2 separate regions of the Gossypium arboreum genome follow, and region 2 is linked to region 1. The links are chromatin contacts, called in public Hi-C maps. All regions are on one chromosome and are shown on one strand. The core of a region is the stretch at or near the end of the contact, and the rest is flanking DNA. Distances in the headings are between cores, read along the strand shown.

Evidence for each region. Hi-C and Micro-C count contacts between places; a contact is called where the count stands out from the background.
Region 2: a contact with region 1 is called in a Hi-C map of leaf, with 1.7 times the contacts expected there. The contact joins the enhancer-like site here to the promoter of LOC108475846 in region 1.

Annotation. Positions count from the first base shown.
Region 1 is chr3:6,685,047-6,690,327 of ASM2569848v2, reverse strand. It overlaps LOC108475846, which reads left to right and starts at 3,547. Exons shown (of 2, transcript XM_017777819.2): 1 at 3,547-4,301; 2 at 4,413-5,026. The coding sequence starts at 4,020. The coding sequence ends at 4,892.
Region 2 is chr3:6,725,803-6,731,061 of ASM2569848v2, reverse strand. No RefSeq gene overlaps it. Among protein-coding and RNA genes, the nearest start is that of LOC128290502, 23 kb to the right of the region's middle. Within about 2 kb of position 1,626, at least 2 of the 2 cell types and tissues checked have an H3K27ac peak or open chromatin away from gene starts, as enhancers often do. A contact at or near this core is called in leaf, where this site is marked.

The DNA of each region.
Region 1 (5,281 bases), core at 2,298-4,797:
TATTTCAAAATTTAGATTTTATTATCATTATTGTTATTATTCATTTTATTAGTTATTTTACTTTTTTTCTTTTGATTGTTCATATTAGTGTTAAAGTAGTATATATTAAGTGATTATCATGAATTGTTTTTATTAGTATATTCATATTATTGTTATTTACTAGCGACAATTTTATTCACATATAATCATTTTAAATAAGATAAATACCCATTGTTTTAAATATAATGCTTGTTATTTTACAAGAAGGAAAATTTAAAATAGATAATGTTTCGTATTTAGAGATTCGAGAAAGTCGTACCCTAACTTACGGGGTTCGATTTTATCGTTGAACCTAAATGACCGAATATCCTTTTAAAATTAAAATACATGAGATTTAAATAAAAAATAAAAGGAAAGCTTATTCTCAAGGATTCGAGGTGTCGTGTCCTAACTTAAGGGATGTGACATTTTGTTACCTCGAGATAAGAGGGTCTTTAACATAAATTTCGATTTATTCAAGCAATTTTTAAGTAAAAATAACATTAATACAAAGAGGGATCGTATTTTAAACTCTTTTCAAGTTTTCAACTTTCAACACTAAGACATTAACTAATCAATTAGGTACCAATTTTGGGCGTTACGAGGGTGCTAATCCTTCCTCGTGCGTAACCGACTCCCGAACCTATTTTTTGGATTTTGTAGACCGAAAAACATTATTTTAATAAATCAAACTTCTTATCAAAATGAACAAATTACAATGTGCCCCGATCACACCTCTTAAAAGTGATTGGTGGCGACTCCCATTTTTGTTTTTTTAAATAAAAGTCAATTTAAAAAAAAGGGTTTCGATAGGATGTATATAGGGTTAAGGTGTTAATGAAATGGTCACTTTCTAATTCATATGGTATTTTTTATGTTATGGCAAATATGGAGCGTATGAAAGGTTTGGTATGTAACATATGGTGTATGGATTAGCTATGCTTGATGTGGTTTAGTAAATGATTTTAAACTTGAACATGTCATGTAGATATTCTATGAATTATATATAGATGAAATGGTAAGTTGAATGAGTAGATGTGCTTATACGCTTAAGTGCTTGTAATGAAAATGAGATGATATATTTGAATATGAATTGGCACAGTTAAGATTGGTATTTGGTTGGTTGGTTTGGATGGCATTTGATTTTTTGTATAGAAATGGATAGTTTTGTAATAGGTTGAGTTTATATCGAATTAGTTTTTATTAGAAATGGTTAAATGACTTGTTTTGGTATGAGATGTTATGAGTTTGGAATGTTTTTAGGTGAGTACAATGGTTGGTTTGATTGGAAACTATGAAATAAGTACCAAATGGCTAACTTTTTTTTACCAAATACAGGGTTCTCGTCTTGATGAACATCTTTCCTCATCGCAACGTTGAGCAGCTTGATGTCGTGACGTGACAACTGTTTTGGCAACACCATGACATAGAAGAGATGACGTCATGATGTCGGTCCTGAACTTTTAAAACATTGCATTTTGGTCATATTTCAAGTTTGGATTGACAAAAGAGCTTTCGTAAGCTCGATTAAGACTTGCTTTTGATTGTTTAACCATTAATGAATATGATTGTCACTTAATTGCATGTGTGAATGAACATTTACTATGAATTTGATAGTAGTTGCTCCAACAATGAATATGGCATCCTGTAGCTCAGACTCGGCGACCGGGACGAATCAGGGGTGTTACAGAGGCAAACATGATATTAAGCTTCAACGTAATTTCCTTATCATATTATAAACATACCAACTTCATACAATAATAGAGCTAGTTTTTCGATACAAGATAATACATTTCGTACATAAACTTTAATTACATAAACCCATAACCCTATGTGCCTCCATCCTTTTTTGGTTTAATCTTCTTACAACGCTTAGGAATGGAGTTGATAAAACCATTTGAAAATCCACCTATATCTAAATTGCTTATCCAGGGAAAATAAGGAGGATTTGGATTTCTCCTACGAATATGGTTATCCGTAATCAACTAGGAAGTTCTCTTTCCACTATCTTTTGCGATGCCCTTCAAAAAATCTTTGATTAAGATCTCATACTATTTTGTTCTATTTTTCTTTTTGGAAGATACCTTCAACCACATACTATCCAAGCTAACTTTATGTTTAGCATATATAAATATTTCTCTTAGAAAACGGTATTTCTAAACTTCCCACCTAAACCCAGTATAACATGACCAAATTAACTCCTGCATAATGAGGTTTACAACAATTATGTGGGCAACAACGTAGCCGTTGTTCGAGTTCATGCTGTACTTTTTTTAATTTTCTACAAAAATTCCAACAACTTTTCATTGTTGTTCAATTCTTATATTTTTCACAGTTCAAATAATCCTGACTATTTTTCTCTGCACAAAACGTTTATATAGCATTGTATTTATTACAATATATACCCTAGCCCTAATCCATCTAACCATTTTCAACTAATCATATTTGATAAATTCTAAACTCTACTATATCATGTCACAAAAAAATTCACAAAATATCATTTTATTCTATTCGTAAACCGTAAAACCATAATATAATTGCATTATAAAGTTTTCTTATGTTTTTTCTCGAGCTTGCCTCTTCTAACTTCGATTTTAAAAAAATTACTTCAATTAATACAATGATAACCCACTAATTACGTACAACATTTACAATTTTAATATTATTTAGGTATATTAAATTTTTTTTCTATATTATTCTGGAAAAAGGCAAAATAACATTTATAATTTTCAATAGTTTTTACTTTAATAATTTCTTTTTGCTGGAAAATAATAAAACATTTATAATCCATATATCATTTACAATTTCTTATATTTTCTACGTACTTATCTTCTGATTACTAAAAATATTAAAAATATTTACAATTTAAATATATGTATAATAATTAATTAATTTTTAACAAATTTAATAACAATCTAACAAATAGAAAATTTTCAACTTTATTAACTCCTTATTTTTCTCTCTCTTAACTCTCTGATTTTTCTTCTCCCCACAATATTAGTTTTTTTTTTTTTTTCCTTTTTGCTTTTAAGCAATTTGTTTCAAAAAAATTTAAGGTTTTTAAACACTCTTCTATATGGTAGATTCAAGATTCTCAACCTTTAATCATGTCAAATAATAGGTAGCAGAGCTTCGTTGCTGTCTAAGAAGCCCAAATCGACAATGAATCTCTGCTACACCTACACTAGCATGACAAGCTATTAGAGCCCCAAATTGATATGTCAACAGCCAATTTTAAGGTTCCGAAATTTTTTGTTCGTTTCAAACATATGAGATGCTCAATTTCAACCTAAAATTATCAACCATCATGCCGATTTGGGATATCTATACATCTCTCATATTATTTTAATAAAAATACATATTATTCCATTAAATGTCTATTTTTATTATTCCGAAAAAACTTTAAAAATCATTCTAAATCAATTTAATTTTTTATAGCGATGTTCTGATAATACATGAGGTAAAATAAATTCTGAATTCTAGTTTTTCATTATCTGTCCACCAAAAACAGTTTGTCTTTTTAAATAAGATCAGCACTGAATTGGTGGACGGCTATTCGGACCTCTTCTTCTCGAGTTCACCAACCAAGCCATAATTGCAATCTTTCTTTTTTCAACCAACAAAACACCAAAGCCCCGATTCAAAATAATATCCTTTCACCTGTCCCTTACGGGCAGATGCCCTCAAAGTTGCTTTATCCCATCCAACCCTAATCCCCTCAACCCTTTTTCACTGCCAACTACTCCTTATATATATGCACATAATGCCCCACTAATCACGTCTTAGTCTGGTTATTGGAAATACCTCTTTTTTTTTCAGGTATAAAGCCGGCTGTTTTTCCAGACCAACAAAACACACTTTTCCTTGTTTCGTTTCAGTTTTTTTTTTTTGGCTTCATTTCTTCCCTTGTTTAGACCGAAAATCGAAGCATTCCACTGGTTAATTAAAGTTCTTTACCAGCGGCTGAGCTCCAAGTGTCAGTTACAATAAGAAGGAAATTAATGAAGAACGTTTCGAGGAACAAGTTTTTGCTCTGTTTTAGACCCGTAGTTGATATGGACTTGATGCTTGACCCCAAAGCAGTCGTGGTTGATCCTTCCCAAAATCGTCGGGCCTTAACGTATCTCACCGTCAAAAACAAGGCAGATATTATGAAGCCTTCAACCACTCAGTCTTCGTCTTCTTCTTCAGTTTCTGATACAGAGAATTCAATCATGGTTCATCGTCCCGGGAAGAAAAGATTTTCCCATGTCATCAAAGCTGTTGTATTCGAGATCTTATTGGTAAGTTCTTTCCTTCTTTCCTTTGTTCTTCATCCTTTTTTTTTTTTTTTGTGATGAAGTGATTAACCGCCTGTCATCATCACTAATCGATATATCTTATCTTATCAACAGGCTAAGAGGGTTAAAGATAGAAAAGGTATCCCATTAAGCAGCCATGGTAAGTTGTTGGATACAAGTGCTGATGAATCAGTAAACAAGGTTTCAGCCGCCGAGGGAGTTCAAGGTACTGTTTCAAAGCCTAACTCAGTCCCAAATTCAACGCAAAAAACAAGCAAACATCAAGAACCAGAGATGAAGCCGAAACAAGAAGGAATCCAGAAGAGTTGTTCAAGTTCAAGTTTAAGCAATGCCATATTTATGCTTGTTATTAGTCTGGTAGTGACCATATTCTGGGGCAAAATTTGTGCAATACTTCTTACATCAATTTGGCTGTACTTTCTCCCTCACCACCAACAGCCTGCAGGAGTTATTGAGAACCTGGAAAGCATTACAAAAAGCTCGGAAAAGAAGTCAAAAGATTATTACAGAAAGAAGGTCATAATGGAAGGGTTACTTCAAAGGAAACAAAGCAAAGGGGCATTCAATTTTTGACATTAAAATTTTCTGTTCGCAACAGACAAAATACACAAGCATCAGTTTCTTCTTTCTTGTGCAGTAAATTTTTTTTCTTTTTATTTGGGGAAGATTTCAGAGCATTCATTATTTATTAAATTCTTTCATTCCAATTCCCCTGTTCTTTTTTTTTTTTTTTTGGGGGACGAAATATATGGTTAGATATTGAAAGCAATACAAACAAAATCTCAAAAGATTTGTTATCATTAGAAAAAAAAAAAAACAAACCCAATCCCGTTTCAGCTTGCTGCTTGTTGACTCATTAAGGATTAAATACAATACGTGGGCTGGGAACTGAATTTCTGCAATGCGTATACTGTATGGTTTTGTTGTACTTGATGTACCTTAAGCTCAAGTTACTCAGACCC
Region 2 (5,259 bases), core at 377-2,876, 43 kb before region 1:
TGCTATTAGTCTTGTATTATGTGTAAGTTATGAATTTAGTTCATATTCTCCAATTTGATCATTTTTAAACCATATATTTTTAAAATTTAAAATTTCAATTATGACTAAATGGTAACCGTTAAATTCATTAAATAAAATGATACGAAATTTTTGCAAGTATTATATGATAATATATTTTTGCATAAAAATTTTAAAAATAATATAATTTAACTTAATAATTTAATGAATATTATTTTATTTCACTAAGATCGAAATCTGAAAAATTTAAAAATATAAAAGTAAAATTATACTACATAAACTAAATCTATAAGAATAAATGTAGGATTTGACCATAAATTTAATGTAGAAAAGATTTTTTTATAATTTGTTTTCATTCCTAATATTACATATAATTGAATTGTAACATCACAAGGCTCACCTTTTTATGTGTGAGGAAAAGTTTAAAGAGGCGAAAATTACCTCTTTCCAAGCCCCCAAATTTTAAACAAGTTTAATGATGATATTGGCAAATCAGTTACCTAATGATATTGGTCTGATTGGGCTATGCCTATAATCTACTTCCTACTGTTTCTCTTAAAACAAATAATGAGTTGTTATATTTTTTCAGTGTTTAAATTTATATTATTTGTAAAGCGATTTAAAATAAATGAAAAAATTAATATTTGTTAATTTTATTGACGTACACGTAAATTATTATATTAATAATAAATTATTTTTAAAATTTTTAAATTTTAAAAATTAATTAAGTACTAATATGACATGCACATAATCTATCATATGGTTTGACAAACAATATTAATTCAAATGTTAAAAGAAATAAAAATTAAATAAAACTAAAATAATCTTTTCTTATAAATTTGGAAATCACACTATATACGTATATATTATGTCCAAAGAGAGCTGCCCAAATAAATGTCTACCACTATTTGCTTCTTTGCAAATTTGAACTCAAGTGAATTTTATGGGTGAACCACTTTTAGCCATCAAGTCAAACACGAGAGTTCAATGTAACTAGTTTTTATATTATGGCAAGATAGATATTTTTATAAGGAACAAATTTATGATAATTTATTGAGGATAAACTACTTCAATACTTCCTAAACTTTGTTTAGAATCACGATTTTGTTACTCAACTTTTAAAAATTAAGTAATAGTCATTAATGTTATTTAATTATTTTATTTTAGTCATTCTCCTATTAACTTTTTTAAAAAATATGGGACATATTACTTTAAAGAATTAATAGCTAGTTTTAAAATATTATTTTGATATTTTAAAATCTTTCTTGACAATAATTCTTTAAAAACTACTAAAAATTCCAAATATATCTAACATTTATAATTAATTTCCAAAATAAAAGGCCCATCATCTACTTCTTTTCCTTCTCGTCCTAGCAGTCGCCTCTGCCATTACTGGCCCAACAATCGCCCGGTTCTCTGTGGACCATAAATTTGATGCCGTTGACCAAATACTCACTCTCTCCCTCATTCACGACTCACTTCACCACCCCCTTGCCTCCTTTACTCAAACCCTCGACACATCATTCCTCTCCATCACAAACACTCTTCCACTCTCTCGACTTCATCATCACCTTAAACTGTCTCCTTTTGCCATCACCATTGGAGCATTTGTTTAAGCTCCATAAACCACTGCCAACACTGCCTTCTCCATAGCTACACAACTCCCTCACTTTTGTTTCTCTCAATTGAACCAGTTATTATCAATCTCACCAAGGCTCACCACTCACCACCATTTAGCAAAAAAAAAAAAAAAACCATCATTTTCATCACTATATTACCGAATCTACCCATAACACAAACCTATCCCCATAGACCTCCGCAACCCACAATAACTAAATAATAATAATAATAATAATAATAATAATAATAATAGAACATCCAATATAATAAATGAGAGTAGGGGTGAGTATCTGATCAAGTCGAATTGAGTAAAAAAAATTCTAAGTTAGTCAAGTTGATGAATCCTATTTTAGCAACCAAACTCAATTTGAAATTTTTTCGAATTGAATCGAATCGAGTCAAAAATTTTTGAGTCGAGTTAGCGAATCCTATTATTTATGTTCAATGTTGCGTCTACATGAACCAATTATTTAACTAGTAGACGAAATACAAGATTATTTAACTACATAAACAATATAATGGGTTTGCCTTTTAACTTAATAGTTTTGTCTTTTAACTTTAGAAAAAGTAAACATTTATCAAAACGACGTAATTTTAACTTTTCTTATTTGGATTGTTGGATAACTTGAATTGTGTAATTCATATTCGAGTTAAACCGAAAAATTTAATTTTTTATTCTATTTGATCTGTATAACTTGATTAACTCGAACTATTTAATTCAAAATTTAAATTTTTATCGAATTATTCGAATCAAATCGAATTTTGCTCTCCCTTTAATGAGAGGAATTTGAAAAATGAAAAACTAAAGAACTAAAAAGGAGAAAATCCATTTCGGGTCATGTTACATGTGAGTAGGAAACGCTGTCATTTAGGAATTAAATAGGACTTGTAAAACATTGTTGTTCTTTTTACAGAACTAAAAGAATTTCATCATATCTTACAATAGAGACAGAGATTTAGACTCAAATCATACAAGACATTCTTGATAGTTCACAGTATGTAGATCAAACAAAGTATGCCATACAAACAATCATACATAATCTCTTGTTTACTGTCCTGGAAGGCTTCATGGGACACATTAGAGGCAAACAAACGTTATACCGAATGTGCCAAAAATCCTTATTACAGAATACGCTCTAAAGCAATCTAATAAGAGTACGACATAAAGGTGATTCATTTAGAGTACACTACAAAGGCTCACGGGATGTTACATAGGCATCCCAAAACTATTGTGTTTGTGATATGGATTTGCCTAAATGTGAGGTTTGCTCGTCACCGCCTTGGGACACGTAGAGAACCCCATTAGATAAAATGTCATTCAACAATTCTTTTTTTTCTTCAGAGTATGCCATGGCCATTGACTTTTTTCCTTCAGAGTTTCATATCAGAGTTCGTCTTTAGACGAACTTCTTTATTTACCCGCAGTGACTCGACACACATTACAAACTCTACGAACCAGACACATCCCAAACTTAAAATTTCATAATTTCATAACACTCTTCATACATCCCATATAACTTATTTTCAAGCAGACTAACTTATATCTTATTTAATCATAACTTTATTCTTATAGCTGTATAAGTATCATATTCATACTACACTATCCATGATTTTCAGATTCCAATTTGATTACTTTCCTATAGTTTTACTTCAGTATGAACAGTACACATACAAGATTCAGAGTAGAGACTCACTTGATCCTCACCTATTCTAGTTAATAACCTCAATACGATGTCAGCTTGTGTGAGCAAATTCGTTAAAATGCCAGCTTGTGTGAGCAAAATATTCTTGTGCATCCAAGTCCGTTTTACTATAATTCCTTCGAGAGAGATTTTTAATCTAATGGAAATGAAAACTTGAAATGATTGAGAAATATATTGCATATCTATTTAATTTGAGATGTGTTAGCTTAAGGTACTTGTTATGCAAATTGACTAAACTATTTAGTTGTATATGATGATATGTATTTGTTGCATCAATGTATGTCAAGGAAAGTCATATTTAATTCCAATGTGATTAATAATTTAACTTGTTGAATTGAATAAGGTAAGTAATATAAATTTCATATGAATTTATTAAGCATTTTATATATTTACCTAGTTGTTTTCCTTTTTCTTTATAGACTGTTACTTTGCGGAACACGTCAAGCCAAATCCTTTTTGAAGCTCACACCATCCTATCACCGAGTCAATATCTTTTTTATCATTTTGAGCTAGGATTATGGGATGTGTAAGGGCCCAATTCTGTCCGGACCCAAACAAACCAAACCAAATAAAAATAAAATAATTACAAGTCTAATTACAAAAGAGGCCTAAATAACCCAAAATAAATTAAAACCCTAATGGCCCAAATGGCCCAAAAACTAAATTGTTTTCAGCAAAAAAAAAAAAGAAGAAGCCCTAGTCGTACGTCTGCACTACGTTGCCTCTCCGCGTGCGAACTGACACCCTTTTGCCACCACCACCATTAGCCACTCCGCTGCCACTTTCAGCTGAAAAGAAGAACAGACACGCAACGCAGTAGAAACAACAAAGAAAAAACAAAAAAGTAGTAACAAACAGTTTTGTAATTCGGCTATAAAAAGGTCATAATAGCTACCATGTAATTTTTTACACACATAAAAGATTAATCAAAAAACTGAATTCAAAGTTCCAAAAGGTGATTTTTTTTTAATTTTAGTTTCTTACGAATTTATTTGATAAATAAAATATAAAAACAAAGAGTAAAAAGGGTTGGAGCTTGCCTGCCTCTTCATATCACGCCACCATCGACGGTTTCCTCCGTTCACGAAAGCCATAGAAGCCCTTTAGGGTTTCGTTTGGGCTTCGAATAAAGGTATATGAGAGGTCGAGAGGCAGAGAAGGGCGTCGGCCAGATATTTTTCTTTTTCTTTTTGGCTTTCGCCTTTAGATCTAGATCTAGGTTCAAAAAGGGCAAAAAAGGGGGTTATTTTCGGTACTTTTTGGCCACCGGGAATGGTAAAGCCCGTCACCGGTAGCCGGTGACCGCCGTGAGACTCGCCAGAACCCTAGGCCTAAAAGGGAGAGGGTGAGAGAGCAAAGAGAGGGCTCTTAAAATTTTTTTTTAAAGAAAGGGTGCAGAATGAAATTTTTTTAAAAAAAATCAGCTTTTATAAGTCCTATAAAACGACGTCGTTTTAGGGCTAATTCCTATAGCCCCAAAACGGTGTCATTTTGGCCTTTGACCAGCGTCCGACCTGACTCGAGAGCTAGGATCCGCGTGTTTTTTAAAACATGGACTATTTGCGCTTATGACCCTTTTGCTTTTTTGACGATTTACAATATGGTCCTATTTTTTTCTTTTAAAATTTACCCCATTTAATTTTATTTTTTTATTTGGGTCCCCCTGAACGATGCACATAGAGAAGTTGGGATATTCTCCCATTCGATCCCTGTCTCGTTTTCGAGCACTACAATGTAGTCTTTTATTTTTGTTTTATCTCGATTTGTCCCTAAAATCCCGTTTAAACTTCAATTTAGTCCTTTTTGCATTTATTTTATTATAATTTAAGCCACAAACTCCTTTTAATTTCAATTCAATCCTTAGTCTTTTAACTTCAATTTTTTTATTTTAAATATTTCATGTATATTTTATTTATTT